3 separate regions of the Mus musculus genome follow, and regions 2 and 3 are each linked to region 1. Evidence: chromatin contacts called from public Micro-C and promoter capture Hi-C data. All regions are on one chromosome and are shown on one strand. The core of a region is the stretch at or near the end of the contact, and the rest is flanking DNA. Distances in the headings are between cores, read along the strand shown. Region 1 overlaps Cep170b (centrosomal protein 170B). Region 2 overlaps Jag2 (jagged 2). Region 3 overlaps Brf1 (BRF1, RNA polymerase III transcription initiation factor 90 kDa subunit).

Evidence for each region. Hi-C and Micro-C count contacts between places; a contact is called where the count stands out from the background. Capture Hi-C pulls out chosen DNA fragments and counts their contacts.
Region 2: a promoter capture Hi-C map of adipose tissue shows a contact between it and region 1. The contact joins two enhancer-like sites. A contact is called at or near these places in 3 of 39 promoter capture datasets (the SN4741 cell line, hippocampal neurons and macrophages), 2 of 484 Hi-C or Micro-C datasets (the AML12 cell line and centroblasts), 2 of 115 datasets of contacts at active chromatin or transcription factors (T-cell acute lymphoblastic leukemia and pancreatic cancer cells) and 4 of 9 other capture datasets (adipose tissue, embryonic stem cells, liver and 1 more).
Region 3: a Micro-C map of palatal mesenchyme shows a contact between it and region 1, with 3 times the contacts expected there. The contact joins two enhancer-like sites. A contact is called at or near these places in 1 of 15 datasets of contacts at CTCF or cohesin (embryonic stem cells), 17 of 484 Hi-C or Micro-C datasets (the 63-12 cell line, B cells, ECoMG myeloid progenitors and 11 more), 10 of 115 datasets of contacts at active chromatin or transcription factors (bone marrow-derived dendritic cells, bone marrow-derived macrophages, craniofacial prominence and 5 more) and 4 of 9 other capture datasets (adipose tissue, embryonic stem cells, liver and 1 more).

What each region holds. Positions count from the first base shown.
Region 1 is chr12:112,740,824-112,745,299 of GRCm38.p6, forward strand. It overlaps Cep170b (centrosomal protein 170B), which reads left to right. Exons shown (of 19, transcript NM_001024602.3): 13 at 1-188; 14 at 2,130-2,289; 15 at 2,580-2,723; 16 at 2,847-2,935; 17 at 3,247-3,340; 18 at 3,700-3,751; 19 at 3,842-4,476. The coding sequence ends at 4,089. Among named protein-coding and RNA genes, the nearest start is that of Mir6940, 9.7 kb to the left of the region's middle. Within about 2 kb of position 2,523, at least 128 of the 459 cell types and tissues checked have an H3K27ac peak or open chromatin away from gene starts, as enhancers often do. A contact at or near this core is called in B cells, adipose tissue, muscle stem cells and 2 more, where this site is marked.
Region 2 is chr12:112,916,086-112,920,508 of GRCm38.p6, forward strand. Jag2 (jagged 2) reads right to left here. Exons shown (of 26, transcript NM_010588.2): 4 at 4,146-4,397; 5 at 3,987-4,047; 6 at 724-854; 7 at 519-638; 8 at 249-362. It overlaps Mir6941 (microRNA 6941), which reads right to left; the gene lies at 4,398-4,423. Among named protein-coding and RNA genes, the nearest start is that of Mir6941, 2.2 kb to the right of the region's middle. Within about 2 kb of position 1,581, at least 47 of the 459 cell types and tissues checked have an H3K27ac peak or open chromatin away from gene starts, as enhancers often do. A contact at or near this core is called in adipose tissue, where this site is marked.
Region 3 is chr12:112,955,811-112,960,178 of GRCm38.p6, forward strand. It overlaps Brf1 (BRF1, RNA polymerase III transcription initiation factor 90 kDa subunit), which reads right to left. Exons shown (of 18, transcript NM_028193.3): 18 at 4,052-4,368. Among named protein-coding and RNA genes, the nearest start is that of Gm26583, 3.7 kb to the left of the region's middle. Within about 2 kb of position 2,676, at least 67 of the 459 cell types and tissues checked have an H3K27ac peak or open chromatin away from gene starts, as enhancers often do. A contact at or near this core is called in B cells, muscle stem cells, palatal mesenchyme and 1 more, where this site is marked.

The DNA of each region.
Region 1 (4,476 bases), core at 1,273-3,772:
GAGTATGGGTCCCACCACAGCTCCCCTAAACACACACGCTCCCATGCCTCAACAGCCACACAGACCCCAAGGGGCAGCAGCTCTACCCGGGCTCGCTCCCAGGGCCCCCGAGACACAGATGATGACGAGGAAGAGCCTGACCCCTACGGCTTCATCGTGCAGACAGCAGAGATCGCAGAGATTGCTAGGTGAGTGACCAGTCAGGGCCAGGCCAGAGGCCCCCTCCCTTGGCTGAGAGCAGCCTAAGGGCCAGGGCTAGGCTGGGCTTCTGACCCTGAGTAGATTTAGAGATTATTTGGTGGGTGGTGGCTATGTGAGTGGGTGGGTGGGTGGATGAGACCCCCTGGTGCCATGCCTTTAATCTCAGCACTTGGGAGGGAGAGGCAGGCAGATCTCTGTGAGTTTGAGGCCAGCCTTGTCTACAGAGTGAGTTCGTTCTAGAACAGCCAGGGCTACGCAGAGAAATCCTGTCTCAAAATCAATAACAGCAACAACAAAGAGGTGTATAAATGAATAAATGAGTGGGTATGTGGATGGATGGATTAGTCACTAGGCGATGGCTCAGTTGATGAGTAGATATTTGGATGGATGGGTGGATGGATAGGTGGACCGGTGGGTGTCTCTCTAGGAGGGCGGGGAACTTTGGGTTCAAGGAGCTAGTGTGACCACAGTTTATTCCAAATAAACTTCCTCATGAGGCCATTCTTTGGGATGTGTTCTGGGAAAGGGTGTGTGGAGATGGATCTAGCTGGCTATGGCCAGTGTCCTGGTGCCCAGGCACTGGAAAGCTTGTAGAGATGTCCCCTAGGAACAAGGTGGACCTCAGGAATTTTGTTGAGGTTGCTGTTCTTGAGAGCTCTTGAGACACTGAGAAGGTGACCAGAAACAGATGGCCCTCATGAGTGGCCCATGTGTGGATGGGGGCACAGTTACTGTAACCTCACAGGCAGAAGCTGAGGCCGTGGTAGAATGAGGTCACATAGAGGACAGGGTAAGAGAGATGGGTTGACAAAGAGGGTCCTCCTGAGAGGCAGGCGGGGTGTACGGGAGGATGTATGGCCCTTGAGTGAGACCCAAAGGGACAAAGGCTCCTCAGGTCTCAGTATAAGAAGGAGCAGGAAGAGGTGTGGCCCGTGTGGGCTTCTCAAGCTCTGGTGTGCCTTCCTGGTGGGCCCAGGAGACTGCTGCAGTTTCCCTGTAGAAAGAGGCCCCAAGAGAAGCAGCACAGGAAGAAGTGGGAACATTTGGAGGTTTGGTGTCACCTAGAGTCAGGGGGACCTGCTTCTGTGCTCTCTTGATGTCAGAACCATGAGAAGCCTGGGTCACCCATCTGGGGAACCATGACGAAGCTTTTGGAGAGAGGCAGGTATGGCAAAGGCCTAGGATGCAGGTCCTACGTAGACCCAAGAGGAGAGTCGTAGGATACCCTAAGTCTGGAGCTGAGGGTTCAAGTGTGTGGATCATGGTGGTAATGAGCCTGAAGAACTGTGAAGGCAAGAGAGAGGATGTGGGCCCTTCAGGGACCTCCCTAAAGACGGGGCTGGCCATGTGTCCAGGAACCTAGTTAGACTGGTGTCCTCAAAGCAGCAAGCCCAGGGAATTGCTGCTGCCTACTTTGTCGTCTGTCTCCTGGCTGCCCAGGTGCCTCACTGGGACAAGCCCCAGGACCCTTGTCAGATGTGTGCTCCCCCATGGTGTGATCAGAACTTAGCTCTCAGCCATACTGGAAGAGCCACAAGGTCCCTCTACAACTCTGACCTTTGGACTCAGGAGCCCCTATTCACTCCTCCCGTGCCTCTGTTTCCTTGCTCACCAAGGTGGTGCCCATGCACTCTGAGGCTACGTTACATCCATTCTGGGAGGGCCTGATGGCCAGTGACTAGCTCTGGTGTGCAGGAAGAGGAGAACGTCTGGGGACCCTACGCTTCTGTCAGACCCCCACACACCCCAGGCCCAGCTCGGGCAGGCCATGTACCTCAGGCCCAGGCCTTTACCCAGCACAGCCTCAGGCAGTGGAGTTGGACCTGACTCTGCACAGGATGCTTGTGGGTCCTCACCGCCCTCCTCTGTGCACTGGGGCTCTCCCAAGAGGACCACTAGCAGAACTTGTTTTTTCCTGTTGGCTGCAGGCTAAGCCAGACACTAGTGAAGGATGTGGCCATCCTGGCCAGGGAGATCCATGATGTGGCTGGAGACGGGGACTCACTGGGCTCCCCAGGCCCCACTCGCAGCCCATCTCTCGGGAATGTGCCCAACACCCCTGCCTCAACCATCTCAGCCCGGGAAGAGGTGAGTTCAGGCCTCTCAAGGGCACATGCTCATCTGCCAGGGTCAAATCCACCATGTGCTTCTTGGTGTGAGGGCTGTAATAAGAATCCTTACAGAATCCCGAGAGCTTGTGCTGTGGAAACTTGTCCTTCCAAGGGAGTGGGCGTTGGGAGGGATCCGGAGCAGATGCAGACGGGCCCAGGCCTGTCACGTCCTGTTTTATCTCTTCTCTGACTGAAGCAGTGCAGGGGCTCACTGCACCCCCTAGTGGTTCCTCTGCATCAGCCGAGCCAATGCTCTGTTCTCTGCAGCTGGTACAGCGTATACCAGAGGCCAGCCTGAACTTCCAGAAAGTGCCGCCTGGCTCTATGAACTCTCACAACTTGGACCAGAACATGAATGACAGCCGAGACGATGCTCTGACCAACAAGACGAGGCCTCGGAACCGTGAGGAGGCACGGTGCCCCTCTGACATTGCGTAGCTGCGGGTTGGGGCGTGTCTTAGTGTCTGGATGGAGGCCAGCTAGCTGGGTGGAGAGGGGAGGGCCCCGGCCATACTAATGCCCAGGTCCTTCCAGGTGATCTTTGATAATCTGATGCTAAACCCGGTGTCCCAGCTGTCACATGCCATTCGTGAAAACACGGAGCATCTTGCTGAGAAGATGAAGTAAGCGGGTAGTCCCTGGGTGCCAACAGGTCACGTGTGCTGCATCTAGCAATAGTATGCAGCCTGATAGGTCACATGTGGGTAGCCAGTCTCTGTGTGTCTTCACTGCTCCCTGGGGTCGGGGCCCCATTGCTTCCTCTCTCTCTCTGGCCCTATCTGAGCTGTTCCCATCTGAGCATGAGGTAGCTAGCCACACTCCTGCTCCGGGTGTCAGTTTCCCTCTTGAATCAGCTCTACTATGGCCAGAGAATATCAGGGGAGCAGCTGTTCTGTGTTCTCTGTCACTGCCCTTGTCCCTGCTCCCCTCTCAGGGTCCTCTTCCAGAATACAGGCCGGGCCTGGGAGGACTTAGAGGCCAGAATCAACTCTGAGAATGAAGTACCCATCCTGAAGACATCCAACAAGGTGAGAGACAGAGACCCCATCCTTGAGCCTGGCCCCCCATCCTCGGGCCTGGCCCCCCATCCTTGGGCCTGGCCCCCCATCCTTGGGCCTGGCCCCCCATCCTCGGGCCTGGACCCTCATCCTTGAGCCTGGCCCCCCATCCTCGGGCCTGGACCCCCATCCTCGGGCCAGGACCCCCATCCTCGGGCCTGGACCTCTACCCTCGGGCCTGGACCCCCATCCTCCGGCCTGGCTCCCAGCCAGTGGGCGTTGCTGAGCTGGTCTGAGCCACATCCTTAATCCAAGTCCACCAGGAGGCCCTGGGGGCCCTGCATGTTCCTACTCTTGCCCTCCAACCTTCCTCCTCTCTGTCCTCCCAGGAAATCAGCTCCATCCTGAAGGAACTTCGACGCGTACAGAAGCAGTTAGAAGGTAGGTGTGGCCCAGACCTAGGGCAGGCAAGGGCGACCTCAGAGGCTTATAGCCAGATTCTCAACTGGACTCTTTGATCTCTTCCTCCAGTCATCAATGCCATCGTGGACCCCAGCTTGAACCTCGACCTACTGATGGGAAACAGGGCTCCTTCAGGGTCTGGCCAGCCAGGACTTGGGAAAGCCCGGCCAGCAGCTCAGAGCTCAACTTCACCTGCCTCGGTGGATACCTTGCTGCCAGCCCTGCCTCTCAGGAGCTTCCCACAGCGGGCCAACTGCGGGCCCCCCGGCCTCCCGGAGCCTGCCTTCCTTCCTGATGCTGAGAGGTTTCTGATCTAAGCTGTGAGGCGGGCAAGGCCAGCCTTCTTCTGCGCGTGTGTCCTGTGCATCCATCCCACGGCCCACCTGCCTGGCTGCAGGAGGTTCTCTGTGAAAACCCTGTATGTGCCATAGCCCCATGGATGGGTGCCTCCCATTTCCAGACCCTCCTCAGCCAGCACCTGAACCACTTCATCCAGCCCATGGCGCCCCCACCTCCACAGGCCTCCCAGCCTAGCCCCTGGGGTGTCCACTGCCAAGGGCCAGCTGGTGAGGCCCCATATTCACCTCCTGTCAATCACCATTGTTTTTGTTGGTAGCTTTAAAGGAAAGAGTACATTGCTCCCTTGCAGGAACTTGCAGGCCCCGCTTAGGTCCAGGCCCAGCCTGGGAGGCCCCGTCTCATCC
Region 2 (4,423 bases), core at 331-2,830, 170 kb after region 1:
GACTATGGCCAGTGAACGTGGGATCGTGTCTAGTTAGTGTAGACCCATGGACAGAGGACATGGGGTGTGGTCAGTGAGTAGGGACACAGTACACGGGGTCTCAGTCTGCAGCAGGGAGTCACAGTCCCATGTAAAGCAGCAGGAACCGATTGTTTGGCTGCAGTGTCTGCTGTGCAGCGGATTCAACCACTCTGTCCACACCCCGAAGTGCTACCCACTCCTACCTTGTGAAGCCCCCAGACACTCACCGAGCGCACAGGTGGGTCCGTTCCATCCTGACGGACAGTGGCATTCAAAGCCAGATGGCACTTCGTGGCAAGAGCCCCCATTGGCACACGGGTTGGAGGCACAGGCGTGCTCAGCTGCAGAACCAGAACATGAGTGGAGCGATGCCCACTGAACTTGAGCACGCTTCCCCGAGCCCACCAGACCCAGAGTTCACAGGGGTACAGCCCACTGTACAAGGCAGTGAAGAAAGGCCTCAGCCAGGCTCCCCGAGAGACAGCATTCCAACCTACCCCGCTCGCAGTTCTTGCCCAAGTAGCCATCTGGGCAGGCGCAGAGGTATTGGTCAGGCTCAGCATTGATGCAGGTACCCCCGTTGACACAGGGGTGGTGGCTGCCACAGTAGTTCAGGTCTGGGCACAAGGGTAGGGCTCTCAGGGATGGGCCCAGTGTCAGAGCTTAAGGCCTGGCCCTGCCCACTGCCCACCATCTCTCTACCTTTGTCACAGAGCAGGCCACCCCAGTTGGTCTCACAGTCACAGTGCCAGGGCTCCACACAGCTGCCATGCACGCAGCCAGGGTAGGGGACACACTCGTCACAGAACTTGCCCTGCCAGCCGTAGCTGCACCTGGGGGACCGAGCGACGAGGCCATCAGCCGGGCAGATGAGGAAGGGGCATGGGAGGCAGGCACAGAAGTGCAGGCTACCCCTACTGGGTGGTGGTCCCAGAGAACAGCTCTGAACCAAGCAGGGGTTACGGCCTGCCGGCCAGTCTCGCTGTCACAGGCATTCCCGGCCACTGGCCGAGATGGTCAGCCCAGCTGTCCCGTCACTCCCCCTGAGCTATTCTAGGACTCAGCTCTGAGCCAGGCGCCTGGAAGGAAGGCCCAGCCGGGGGAGGCCCAGGGGTACAGTGCCAGGTGCTGCTCACCAGGTGCTGCTGGGACACAGCAGCAACTGGGATCTGAGAGGGATGAAGAGGCATCAGGAGAGATCCTAGCTACCCTGGTCCAAGGGCTCTGTGACCTTGGGTGCCGCCCATATCCTCACTGCTACTCAAGGGCAGAGGTTTCTCTGACTCCTAGGACAGTCCAACCCAGTGGCTGCCCAGCCAGCCCTATGGGAGCGCCACACTGAGTGGGGCTGAACCCAACACATAGACCCGAAGACCTCGTCAGAGGCCGTAATCTTACGACCTGGCTCTGACCACACTGGGGACTAGTGTAGCCTCTGGGGAGTCCCTCAGGATGTAAGTAGGTGGCCAGCACAGAACCAGCAGGTGCGAGAGTACAGGGCTCCAGTAGGGCTGCCCTCTGGGCCCTGGACAAGACTCTGGGGGCCCCTTCCTTAAAGGCTAAGGTCCTGTGGGGCAGGAATGACGTGCAGGCCACGTCACTTCCACGCTGACACCCGCCACAGGAGTTATTTTTATAGAAGGAAAAACCACAGCCCTTCCTGAGCTGCCCTGGAGCCACGCACACAGGCACTTATCAGCCCGGCTCACCCAGGCTCACATAGGGAAACTGAGGCTGGCTCCAGGGTCCAGCCCGGAACGTCCAAGGCAGGTCCACAGTAGGCCTCCCCTGTCTCTACTTGGGAGTCTTCTCTCCAGGTGATACGGGGAGTCGAGGGGCAGAGAGGGCTGGGACTAGCCTTGGGTCATTCACCAGGGAACACCAAGGCTAGCTTTGAGCCCAGACCCCGTGAGCCCCAAGGGCAGGTTCTCCACCCTGGGCGGGCCATCCCACACCAGACCCCACCTTGTGGCTTTCCTGCCAGCCGTTCCAGGGCCTGGGGAGGGTGGCAGGAAAGCACGGCCATCTCCGCAGTAGCATCCGGCTGGGGAGGGGTGTCCTCTGCTGAAACCTGAGCTCTGGACAGCAGGAGGCCACTTGGCCTCACCCTCTGGCCCAGGGAGAGGGTGGCACTCACCTACCACCCCCTACCCTTGCTTTCCTCCCCAGGGCTCCTGCCTGTGTGCTACCCACAGCCTTTCTGCACGGAGGGACGGAGGGACGTTGCCTCATCTTTCATCTCCCTCCAGCACTGACCACTTTGGGATGCTGCTGGTATAGCCGCCAAGATACCGTAATATACCTTGGGCTACAGAGTGAGTGTGGGGTTAAGAGTAGGCTCCTGTGTTTACCACCAGTGGGGCACATCTGCCCAGAACCCACGCCCAACTCCAGCACACTGCTCAGAGCCGGGCTGTGAAAGACTGCACTGGGGCAGAGGGCTGTGTGGATGGACGATTTCTGCTGCCTGTCCCACCCCCCATCTCCCTCCTTGGATGTGGCTCCTGGAGTAAGAAGCCAGCCCATCCTGAGACAGGTGCTCCTTGCACTGCCTTGAGTCCTGCCAAGACTGTCTGAAACCACACTGTGTGCAAGTGGCACCTGGGATGTCTCCACTGCACACCCATCTCTTTCTGCCCAGGGACCAGCCTAGCTGCTGAACACATCACTAATGCCACTATACAACCCCTCCCCCAGCCCATCTCAACTCCCCAACTCCCTGGCCAGCCTCTCCCGACCAAACAGTACACGTCCCCATCGTCCTCATCCGAAAACACACGAGGTATACCCACTGCTCAGAGGGCACCCAGGGACAGTGAGAACCAGGATGGCAGGAGGGCCTTGGCAGGCCTACTGCTGTGGCTCCCCTGAGTCTAAGATGCTCATCTCTAACTCTTTTCCTACACCCTCCAACCCCCTGGGCCCCCACGTTCCCAACTCACACATCCCAGGGTGCCGACCTTTGCCTCTCTCTATCCTCTACCCCTAACTTAGCCTCATCACCTCCATCACCTTCATGAGCCCCAATGGCTTCTACTCTGCTCTGGGCTGCAGGATCCCCTCTCTGTCCTCCTCACCTGTCTGTCTACATGCCTCCAAGTGCTGCAGGCCAAGCCATTCCCAGCCCCTCCTCTCCACCTGACTCTGTGCTGCCTTAAGGCCAGGCCTGTCCAATGCGCCCTGCTTGGCACACACTAGCCCGCCTCTCTGACAATCATCCCTACCTCAGCCACCACAAATCCATGGTTTAGTGGCTCAAGCTAGCAGGTTTACAGCTCCTGCTTGACTGCACCCCCCTCCTCCTAAACCAAACTCATCATCAAATTCCTATTCCTCAGAACGTCTGCAGGTCCATCCCACCCCTCCACCCCACTGGCCCATTGCTCTCTTCTTCCTCACTGCCACGCTGTGTGGTTCTCCTCAGCCTCTCTTGATAGGGCTCCTCTTCCCCCTAAGCCTCTCTCTGCAGAATCATGTCAGTTTCTCCCACTAGCACGCCACGGTGACTTCCTACTGTGTTCACCTGGGCACCAGATTCCTCACATTTATGTAGTGCTCATATGTATGCATACCACACACACACACACACACACACACACACACACACACACACACGCTTGCATGCACACACACTTGCACAAGCATGCACGCACACACATACCCCTTAGCCTTTGCTTCTTGGTGATGTGACTACCTGGCCACCTTCCCTTGTCCCCTTCTAGCTGTCCCATGGAGAAAATGTCACTGGACATGCCACATGCTCAGGACAGCACTGCCCTCTTCGTGGCCACAAGCTTTGTAAGGGCAGGGTTCCATTCCAACTCTATAGCATCTGATTCCCTGCATGGTGGGCACCTGGCATGAAGCACCTACTTCGTGGCCTACTAAAGCCCGCAGGGTGCCCCAGCTGCTGCAGGCTCTACAGCAGCTCGGGTGAGGAAGGGAAGGGCAGGCATGGTGCTCACCTGCACTCCCCAGGCACAGTGCATCCCCCGTGGAGCAAATTACATCCTTGTTTACACACGGCTGGAACAGAGGGGCAGAGAGAGGCACAGCTGCAGCCAGCCATGCTAGCCCTGCCCGGTGCCCGTGCCCAGCCCCACACTGGGAGACAGACCCCTCACCTTCTTTGCATTCTTTGCCCATCCAGCCATCCATGCAGGCCTTGTTGCCGTACTGGTCGCAGGTATAGTGGCCAAAGAAGTCGTTGCGGGGCCGGCAGAACTTGTTGCAGGTGGCACTGTAGTAGTTCTCATCACAGCGTACTCGGATCTGCAGCTCCAGGTGTGCCACGTGGCCGCTGAAGTGCAGGCTCTTCCAGCGGTCCTCGGGGTTGATCATGCCAGCGTGCGACACCCGCTCAATCAGCAGCTCCTCTTTGGGAGCAGCCGAGTTAGCTGGC
Region 3 (4,368 bases), core at 1,426-3,925, 220 kb after region 1:
GAACATGTGTTGTTGCTCTGGGAGCTGTGTGCTAGCTCATATCTTCGCCAGTCCTCCCACTAAGCTTGGCTGGTTCGGGGTACCCCCTATTTATGGGACTGCAGGGTAGGGGTGAGGCAGTGATGGGGCCAGTCTGCTGCACTGCCCAAGCAGTGACCGCACCCTTGATCTGTGCTGACTGTTAAGAGTGAAGGGCCTTCAGAAAGTAGTACTGCACACAGCCACCAGAGGGTGCAAGCCCAGGCTTGTGGCCAATCACATCAATTCACTGCAAATAACTGATGTATCAGTAAGTCCTGTACCTCTGAGGTTCAGTGCCAGGGTCTGCCTTCTTCATTTCACTGTGCCTTCCCCATTTCTGCCTAGCTGTCACCCCCACGCCCACCCCACCCCCAGTGTTTAGTGGTCCAGGGCAGTATAAGCTAAAAAAAGCTTGTTAGCTGTGGGCTCTGGTCTGACTCACAAAGCAATGGTACTGAATATTAAACTCCATCTAGGCCTAGACCACCAGGGGAGGCTCAAGCAGCTACTGTTTTAAGTGTACACTCTCATGAGTGACTAGATTCCTGCTCGCTTGCCTCCGGGATAAGGCACACCACCTTATAGGTCATATGAAAACCCCAGCACTGACAGGGATAAGCAGGTTTCTAGGAACTTGGGAGCACGCTACCTCCTCTAGGGTGCTCCCAGGCAGGGCTATACAGGGCTTTTTTGAGTTAGCCTGTTTGTTGCCCATGGATGGGCCCCTGCACCCTTGGAGGATGCAGATGCGGGTGCAGAGGGCCACACAAGCTTCAGGAGGTGCAGAGAATAGGACAGGAAGGAAGCCCCAACAGGTGAAAGTGGGGGCACCCTCAACAGACAGCACCATAGCCATATGCAACACTAACCTGTATTGTGTACGTATGTCACCTGGGTACAGCCACCCCTCACTCTGGGGTGCGTGCGGAGGCTTCCTTGGTGCCTCCCACCCCAGCAGTCACTGAAATGGGCTAGACTGGGTGGGGAAAAGCCAAGCAGGTGTTTTGTCCCAGCGAGCACAAAGTTTCTTCTGTGCCCAAGAGAGGCCCAAGATTTGGGTTACACCCTAAGACTTGGGCTAAGGAAGTCAGACACTCCCCGCTACACTGACTTAGGTAGGATTCTGGCATAGGCCCAGAGGAGGGGGCTGTGGGGCTGCAGGGTTGGGGGCCTACAGCAAATTAAGGTTATAGCAATCCATAGGGTTTAGGGGCTGATGGATCTCTTCACTAAAGTCAAGGTCTTCCAGGGGCTGGCCCAGGCTTGGCTCACTAGACTGGAAGGACTCCCAAGAAACCACCCTAGACCCAGTTCCAGCTACTGCCTAAAAGTCCATTGTCCACAGCTCCTGAGTTGGCCTTGGAAAAGGGAAAGAGAGAAAGAGGGAGTCCATTGGTTTTAGATTGGGACCCTGTCTGGTGTGCACACTTGAGCACCCAGAGCTCTACTGCTCTATGCTGAGAAGAGAGCAATTAGAACCCAGGCTATCCATCATGCAGGAAGCAATCTCCATGAGGTACCAAACAGTCTCCCTTTACTTAACTCCTGCTCTACACCTCTTAGAAGGGAGGCCAGAGAGAAATTCTGGGTCTAACAGGTATCCTAAGATGCACGTACCCCACTACTCCACTTCCTCACTAACACCATTGAGGCCCTGCTTCCCTGGTCTCTGGAGTTTCTTGTAGGGTACCTACCATCTAGAGGTATTACAGAGGCAAAGATATATCCAGCTAGATCCATGCCCATTCCATGTATTCTCTCACACTGTCAAGGTGTATCCATCCCCTGGTCCTAGACAGGTATCTGGGCAAAGGATGTGGCCAAACCTCAGTCTCCACCTTCTAACTATGTATAAAAGGAGTGCCCCAACCCCACCCCACACAGGGCTTGTTCCACTCCTGCTCAGTAGTGTACAGAGGACAAAGCACCTGATCAGAGAACCCAGGTCCAGGGCAGGCTGGACAGGCTTCTCAATGGGTACAATAGCTCAGGAGGGAACAGCTCCAAGTGGGAACAGTGCCTCACAGCCTTGCACGGCTGCAACTTCTCATTCTGTGGCCCAGTTCCCTCTAAAGACAGAAACACGCTCTGCCAAGCCTCACATGTCTAGGTTTACAGGAACCTTGCTGACTGCTACTGTATTGCCCCAGTGATCCTCAGTTTGCAGAGGATGGTGGCAACCATGAAGTACTAGGTTCCTCAGTTTAGGGGGCTGGCAAGACACTTGGATAGTGTACCATACATGTAGTGTCCCCTGCACCTCCCTCCTCCTGGCAGGAAGACAGAAGGCAGAGGAGGCTGGGAGATATAAGCTATCCTGTCTGCTCAGCACTCAAGTGTGCATACCACACAGAGTCTCAGTCTAGAATCCAGGATCCAATGGATTCCCTCATTTCCTAATTCCCTCTTCTAAGGTCCAGTGTGGTAAGGACTAGTTTTTCCCAGGAGGCTATCTGAGGCACTGCTCTGCACTCTGAGAAGACCCCAGGCAGGAGGATTCTGTTGTGATAACCCCAGTCAGAAAAAGCAGGCAGAGATGGACTAATTGCATGCACAGTGGGGTCATCCAGACCCAGTGCTCCTTGAGCTTCACACTAGTGCTGCTCATAGACACACACAAGGCTATGACCTCAGCTCAGAAGCATCCTGCCCATTTCACGGCTGCCCCCTACTGGGCCCTTCCTCCTCAACACCCGGCTCTCCCCAACCCAGGTCCCACATTTCAGGACACACACACACACACACACACACACACACACACACACACACACTTTGCTACTCACCTATCTCCTACGGACTGTCCTCACTCAGCACTGTCCACCTCCCTACACCCCTGTGTTCTAACTCTATCCGTGGTAGTGAGCAACTCATCTAACTACCTTACAAGAGCGCTCCAGCCTTCCCGGCCCTTGCTCCATTTTCCAGACCTTTCCTCCTGCTGGCTCCTGGGCAGACAAGGCACAGCTGGGGAGCAGGCCTCCTCCCACTTCTCCTCCCAGGGCACTTGGTTCTTTTTCCTGAGCTCCCACCTCCCACCCCTCACCCTGTACTCTCTCCATGCCACAGGCAAGTCCTGCTGTATAAAAACGTACAAACATACTAAAACTGTTCTCCCCTACCACAGTTGTGATCTCACTTCTGGGAAGGGCCTTTGAGCCTGGTTCCATATCCCCATACACAATCCCAAAGCATCGTGCAGTCTTTCCGTCACAATCACTTCCTACCTGTCTGACCATCCACTCATCTGCAGCCGCCACAACTCACCACCTCAGGCCTGGCCCCCACAACTCACCACCTCAGGCCTGGCCCCCACAACTCACCACCTCAGGCCTGGCCCCCACAACTCACCACCTCAGGCCTGGCCCCACAACTCACCACCTCAGGCCTGGCCCCCACAACTCACCACCTCAGGCCTGGCCCCCACAACTCACCACCTCAGGCCTGGCCCCCACAACTCACCACCTCAGGCCTGGCCCCCACAACTCACCACCTCAGGCCTGGCCCCCACAACTCACCACCTCAGGCCTGGCCCCACCTCCTGATCTGAAAGCCAAGTGGTCTGCATGCAAGGCTGCATCCAGGGAAGGGAGGCCGGAGTTAACTGCACCGAGGGCACTCTGTAGACCTTCTCGTGAAGAGGCCCAGGAGACAGCTTGCAGGCTTCTTGGCAGAGGGTTCTGTGCAGGAGGACTAAAGGTTCATTCTAACTGATGGGGCAGGGCCAGAACTCCACACAGACTGTGCTAGACATCAACAGGAAGCTGCACACAGGTGTACATGGCCTGCTGGTCTCACTTCCTGGGTGCTGCTGATAAACCTCACTAAGACGCTACTGGGTAGCCACAAGGACTCGTCCTAAGCAGGAGGCTGAGGCCTAAGATGCTCCGGGCAGTTCAAGACAATGAATGGACACCGGGAACGGTAGGAAGCATCCTGCCTGCAGGAAGCTGATGTGAAGTTAAAGGCACAGACCCCAGACTATGGTTGCCTAGTATAGAGAAATAACTGCCACATGTCTCTTGCTTAATACCTCTCTCCAGGATGGGAAGGACAGGGCAGAGAACACTGGCAGCAGGCTAAGCTGGCTGGACTTCTTGACTGAAGCCCTTGTGCTTCAATTTCCTAACGACAGGAGGACACAGTGCCTGCCTGGGGATTGCTGGTAAACAGTCACTAGCAGGCCAGGCCACGAAGTGGGATCCAGACCCAGCTACTCTCTGACCATGTTTCATTACACATAAACACACAGCTAGTTTCCCTTGCTGGGCAAAAATATCCCTTCCATTGCTCAAAACATGATTCCCAATAGTAAGTACAATGGTCCACAATGTAGCCACAGGAAGAGAG